Linked DNA regions of Mus musculus: region 1 is linked to region 2. The links are chromatin contacts, called in public Hi-C maps. All regions are on one chromosome and are shown on one strand. Each heading gives the region's core, a stretch centred on a gene start, on an enhancer-like site or on the middle of the called end of the contact. The rest is flanking DNA. Distances are from core to core; before and after follow the strand shown. Region 1 has its middle 470 kb from the start of Gm38772. Region 2 has its middle 24 kb from the start of Mir6370.

Evidence for each region. A called contact is a pair of places that touch in the nucleus more often than the background predicts.
Region 1: a Hi-C map of cerebellum shows a contact between it and region 2, with 2.3 times the contacts expected there. The contact joins two enhancer-like sites.

What each region holds. Positions count from the first base shown.
Region 1 is chr6:20,501,000-20,504,129 of GRCm38.p6, forward strand. No RefSeq gene overlaps it. Among named protein-coding and RNA genes, the nearest start is that of Gm38772, 470 kb to the right of the region's middle. Within about 2 kb of position 1,537, at least 2 of the 459 cell types and tissues checked have an H3K27ac peak or open chromatin away from gene starts, as enhancers often do. A contact at or near this core is called in cerebellum, where this site is marked.
Region 2 is chr6:19,578,192-19,581,134 of GRCm38.p6, forward strand. No RefSeq gene overlaps it. Among named protein-coding and RNA genes, the nearest start is that of Mir6370, 24 kb to the left of the region's middle. Within about 2 kb of position 1,505, at least 2 of the 459 cell types and tissues checked have an H3K27ac peak or open chromatin away from gene starts, as enhancers often do. A contact at or near this core is called in cerebellum, where this site is marked.

The sequences.
Region 1 (3,130 bases), core at 287-2,786, 920 kb after region 2:
AGGAACGGATCAGTTTCCTTCTTCTACATGCTGATGGCCAATTGAGCCAGAACCATTTGTTGTCATCTTTGGAAGGTAATGCTGAAGGTGATCTTGTACAAGTAAGATTCTGAAAAAAAAAAAAAAAAAAAAAAAAAAAACCTAGACAAGATTTTCTTTAGCTCATACGAAATCAGTGAAAGTAGAGAAAATACTACATGTTCCCAAATTATGGTTGAAATTGTGAATTAAACATTATGTGGAGCTACTAGAGTACATCTTTTAAAATTATTATCATTATATTCACGTGTTTTCTCTTAACCACACATCACAATATGCTGAAACATATTACATGGCATATTACTGGAAAATATGTGACTGACAGGATTTAAAAATGTTTCTACTGCAAGCCATTTAAAACTTTTTTTCAATAATTAATTCTTGACAGTTCTAGAAAAATCAACGTCTGTAGCAAAGGTTTGGCAAAACACTTTCATTTACATAAGTACACATTGAAATATAATTAAAAAAAGAGATAATGGGGCAGAAAAAAAGAACTGTTTGGAAGACTATGTTCTCTATTCAAATAGGGGAAGTTTCTGGAATATTCAATCAAATATTCACAAATCATTTTAATCAAACAGGCTAATAGCTGAACTTACAAGAATTACAACGAGCCCCCCAAGTTGAGGAATGACTCTTAAGTGTTAACTTATTTTTTCCCCAAATACTTACCTAGACTTGCTTATATGCTCTATGCCCCTAAAATAGAAGCATAGGAAATAGATGATATTGTAATCATGACTGCTGCTTTTGTGTAGTATCCAAAACAAAACAAAACAAAACAAAACAAACAAACAAAAAACAGAAAGCAAACAAAATCAGTAAAGTTGACAAGTTTATCAAATAAAACTCAGAGAATGAACAGAAATATTTTCTAAATTTGAATTAAAGTTGAATCTTCTATAAATTCTCTCTACAAATATTTAGGGATTTTTTTCTGTGGCTTCATTGTGCATTCAAGAACGAGTATTGGAAGAGGATATATTTGGTTCTCTTGTTGAGTTTGCAGGCTAAGATGTGGCTTCTGTCTGACCCAACGGGCTAGCAATGGGACTTGTAAGACATCTTCTTATTGTGTTTGCTGCTTCAAATGCATTGTCTTACAACTTCTCATAAGAGCAATTGGACTCACAGACACATGGAAACTGAAATGAAAGAAAGGAGGAAATTACTTTCAGTGTCATGTATCTTACAAGTCACTAAGCATATATTCATATCCTGGATTGATCTTCCCTGACACCATGTATTTTAAATATCTTAATTTCCTTTTTCATTATAGTCAGAATAAAATGATTTTCTGCAAGCCATTGATTCATCTTCAACTTCTCTAGATGAGAAGGGAATATGAAATTGATAGAAAGAAATACAGAAGATGGGTATTATTAAAGGAGAACTCCGACAAGGGCTAAAAATCTTATCTCTGAAGGTTTGCAAGCAATGCTCACTTCCTTCGTACATAAAAATAAATTTTCTGACAAAAAGAGAAAGCTGACATCTGACTATCCAGATGGCCCTGGGGTGACAGTAACTTCACACACAGCACACCCCTGAAAGTTTACTCTAGCAATAGGAAAAAAATGTGGCTTATTGATTTATAGAATATGAAATTATAACAGACAACTTTAGTTTATTTGTTTAAAATAAATCACAGAAGTTCCAACTACATCCTCAAATGCAATCTTTAAGTTGGTGTTTACCTCATTAATATGAGGGAAATGAGCATTGTCTATATTCTGATGAAGCAAACGACCTGCCTGAGCAGAAACAGTTGGTGTAATTGGAAGTTCCTGAGTGTCACAAACACTAAGGGGCAAAAATTATTCTCTAGTACGTCACTCTCAAGCTGGCGCCCAGTTTCTGTCTTCTTGCCTTATGCTTGCTTCTCAGACCCATATTGTTCCTGTTGCCTTCAATTACATCAGGTAACTGAAGTAAAAACATGTTTTCCTGTTTTTCTACTGTCCTCAACATTATTTTAGACATGAATTTTCATTGAGTTTACATTTTTCTTGTTTTTTTATACTAACAATTGAAAAAAATATATGATAAGTGGTTTAAATATAGGTGACTAGTAATCTCCTCTTAACAGAACATATTCTATAATTTCTAAATGTCCAAATCCTGACATTCGTACCAAGTTATATTGTAACTTCATTCACTTCATTCATTAGTCATTTTATAATTATTTATTCTAATAACCAATCTCTCTTTTTCTCTATAAAATTTAAAATGCTACAGAACAGCATATCCCAGTAAATATTTCTCAATATAATAGTTTTGTGGGAAAATAAATTTTATTACTGTTGACCATTTTCAAGACCATAGTATATTAAAATATTCAAGATACTTAAAATAAAATTAAATTGAACTTGTATTCATAAGATTGGTTATTTCTAATCTGATTCTACCACAAAGAAAAATGTCATAAGTGGATGGTTATGTTCTAACAAAAGTTTTATGCATTATCTTGGAAATCGTGCTTACATTAATAGTAAATAAAATAAGAAGTTCTATTTTGTTCTATCTCAAAATATAAATATGTAGGCCATTAGATGCATTCTCATAAGAATAAAAGTGTCAATATCTTTTTCTTCAATTTTAATTAGATATTTTCTTCATTTACATGTCAAATGCTATCCTGAAAGTCCCCTAAAAATCCTGAAAATATACTCTCTTGATTTTTATTAATTCCTTAGATGAAGAGCTACAAGTACTAATTGCAGCTAAAGATGGAGAATCAGTTTCACCCTGGAAGAAGATTCTACAGAGATAACCAAATTCTACCTGTTCAATGCTAGACACAAGTGCAGTGATTAATGGACTCAGTAGTTTGTTCTCTCTCTCTCTCTCTCTCTCTCTCTCTCTCTCTCTCTCTCTCTCTCCCTCTCTCTCTCTCTTTCTCTCTCTCTTTCTCTCCCACTTCTTTTCCCTTCCCCCTCTCTGTGCATCTATGTTGTTGATTTAGTAATATATTCGTTTAGAAGAATATTCATATTAGGTATTTCTCCAGGACCTAGAGCCTCCCTAGTTACAGGTCCTTTGCCCTATTAAAAACACATAAGATGGGTTTCATCTTATACAGCAGGCC
Region 2 (2,943 bases), core at 255-2,754:
GTAAGTATAGGAAAATAGTACAAAAGTCTATAGAGCCTTTTCAGGAATTTCTAATGGTATTTTACTAGTTTTTTTTCTCTTTTCGGTGTCAACAGTATAGTTATTCTCCTTTCTCTGAATCCTCACAGAATTTCTCATATTTTGGGTCTTAATTTGTTTAACTCAAGTGAGATGGCATATCATTTGATATGGATTTAGATTTACCTACTGACTCTTGGTGTTACCTTTTAACAAAAGGCCCACCATTCTATTAATTAGGAATCAATAATTTTGGTTTGATGATTAATTTAACCTTCACAAACAGGCCATATTGCTATAGTACTAACTCAGTCCTTCAGTAAATGTCATAATTTTAAAAAATGGAATGTGGCTCTTTTTAGTTTAATAAATGCACATACATAATGACATATGACATCTTACCATGAATTAAAAATATTCCCTAGATTATGCCAGAAGTTTCCTTTGTATGTTAAAAGTAATATTCCTTGAATGTAAATTGATATACTAATGTGGAAAAATATATTCACCTAAGCAGTTTGTGAACTTGAGGCATAATCACTACTGATTTAAATTCAGACATCCCTCTAACAGACATTTAGGTAGATGAGGTGAGGTAAACTAAACCTTGTAACCATGTTAAACAAATAAATTAAAAATACATGATGTCATGGGTAGAATTGTTGCCACCATGTAATAGGTAAAGAAATGGAGTGTTAGAACCTGAGCAAGTTCACACAGCTAATCCTGTATAGGCTGGGAGTTAGTCCAAAAGTTTCAATCCTGCCCCTGTCTTTAAGCCAAAACACATATTTGATTTCTTATTTGATGTACTTTTTACTTACATTTTGCAAGACTCCTGTGAACCTCTAAATCAATTAGTAAACACATATTTTCTTATTACTCTACATAAACTATGAAGTTATAAGCTAGCAACTGCTATCAATGGAAACTAACATTTCTGTATATATATGTGTGTGTGTGTGTGTGTGTGTGTGTGTGTGTGTGTGTATGTGTGTGTGTGTGTGTGTGTGTATGTGTCAGGTTTCTATAAGCCATCAAATTTTTAACTGCTCAGGTGCAGTGGCTTGCATTATTGCCTGAACAGCTTTTCTTTGTGCTTTAATGTGGTGCCAAAGGAACTGTTAGCTTTGCTTAAAAGTGTTTATTTGCTGCCCAGTGATGACAATTACCTGTCTCCTCCTCTTTCATAGACTCCTAATCTCTAAACTGGAAGTGTTGTCAGCCAGATTTATGGACATTGTCATTTGAAGCCAGGACATCAAATCCAGGAATTACACTGAGCAAGGAGTTTGCCAGCAAACCAAGCCTACTACATGGGAAGTAAATAACACAGGAAGGTACCCAGCAGGCAGTTGCATCAGGTACAACTGCCAAATGACAGTTGCTTGATCTGTGGCAATGGTCCAGGTTCCAAGGATCAGGCTTGGATTAAATGACTACACTTCTTGGTTGGAAATGTTCACTAGGACTCCATCAAAACCTTGTCCCCTGGGGGGATCCCCACAGGCTGGAGCAGCTGCTGCTTCTGCTACAAACCCTATTGTCAACAACCCTCAGGATGAATTCTTTTCCATTTCCTCTGTTTCCTAATTATCATTACGAATATTTTATACCAGGTTCCAGCACAATATGTTACACTAGATTATTTTTTTTCCTTTCTCAGTCATGATAAATATTCTCAATATTTTCTTTCAATGTGAAACTTTCACTGTGATCAACCTGCCAATATGCTTGAATAGGATGAATCCAATCCCATACAGGTTAGCTCTTTAGAGAGTGTTTCAGGGCTTTTTGTACCCCAAGCTTTCCCCAATATCCCTGCCACTCCCAAATGCATGGAGAGAGCATATGCCTTCCCTCTTTATCAGGCCTGCATCCTTCTGGAAGAATAAGGGCGTGGTCACCTATACTTGCTTCCCTTTCCAAAGATCCTCTCTGTAGGTGTTCTACCTCACTCTGACTTTCCCTGTGAGCCAGAAGCCTCCTAAGCAATGTATCAGTATATGAATTGGCTATGAGCTCAGTTTCCAAATTAGTATCATCCATACTTGTTTCTGATTTACATCTTTTTGCAGATTTGAATAGCTATACATCATTTGTCTTCATTGTAGAGAAGAGAAAAACAAGTTGGAAAGGGGAACAGATTTGATCCCCTCTCCAAAGTGAACATAGGAAAGGAGTTACCTTCTGGTCTTTGGCTGTCTTTGAATGACTAGATTGCCATCCCCTTTCTCTTCCCTTGATTGCTTTGTACTTTTTAGTGTTTTTCATTCAAGAACACAGAATGCAGCATTGTGCATCAGTCCTGGCCCTTCTGTGCATTTATATTGTAAGTGATCAATACTTATCTGTAGAGTACTTATATCATCTTGAAAGTATTCTTACTGTTGAAGAATTTGCTCAGGGAATATAAACAACACAAATTTAGTAGTGAAACATTTTTTACTTCACTCAACAGTATCAGTATCCCATAGGAGACTAAACTGCATCTGGGAGAAAAAAGTTAAGATCATCTTACAATTTCTAATGGTTTGAGAAGTGAGCTGTAGTTGACAAAACCATGTTCTTTCATATTTATTTTTCTACTTCAGGATGATAATAAAACAGTGTATTTAAGGATGCTGATTTAGTGGTAGTGGCCATGCTGGAGAAGAAGTAAAGGACAGAAAAGAGCCATTTGCATCTCTTTCTTTCTAATCAAAACCACAGTTGTTAGAAATGTTATAATCTGCCTCAAGACATTAGTCATTCACTAAGTATTTATCAGGTATTGGCTATATTTTCTAATGTTAAGAATTCTAGTTACAGTGATATCAAGAGAATTATATAGTGATTGGTTGCTCAGGATAAAAAGCACCAGTTCTCTCTAATCTTGCTTGATAAAGGCAATTTGAATTTAGGAAAATAAATGTAAAAGGAACT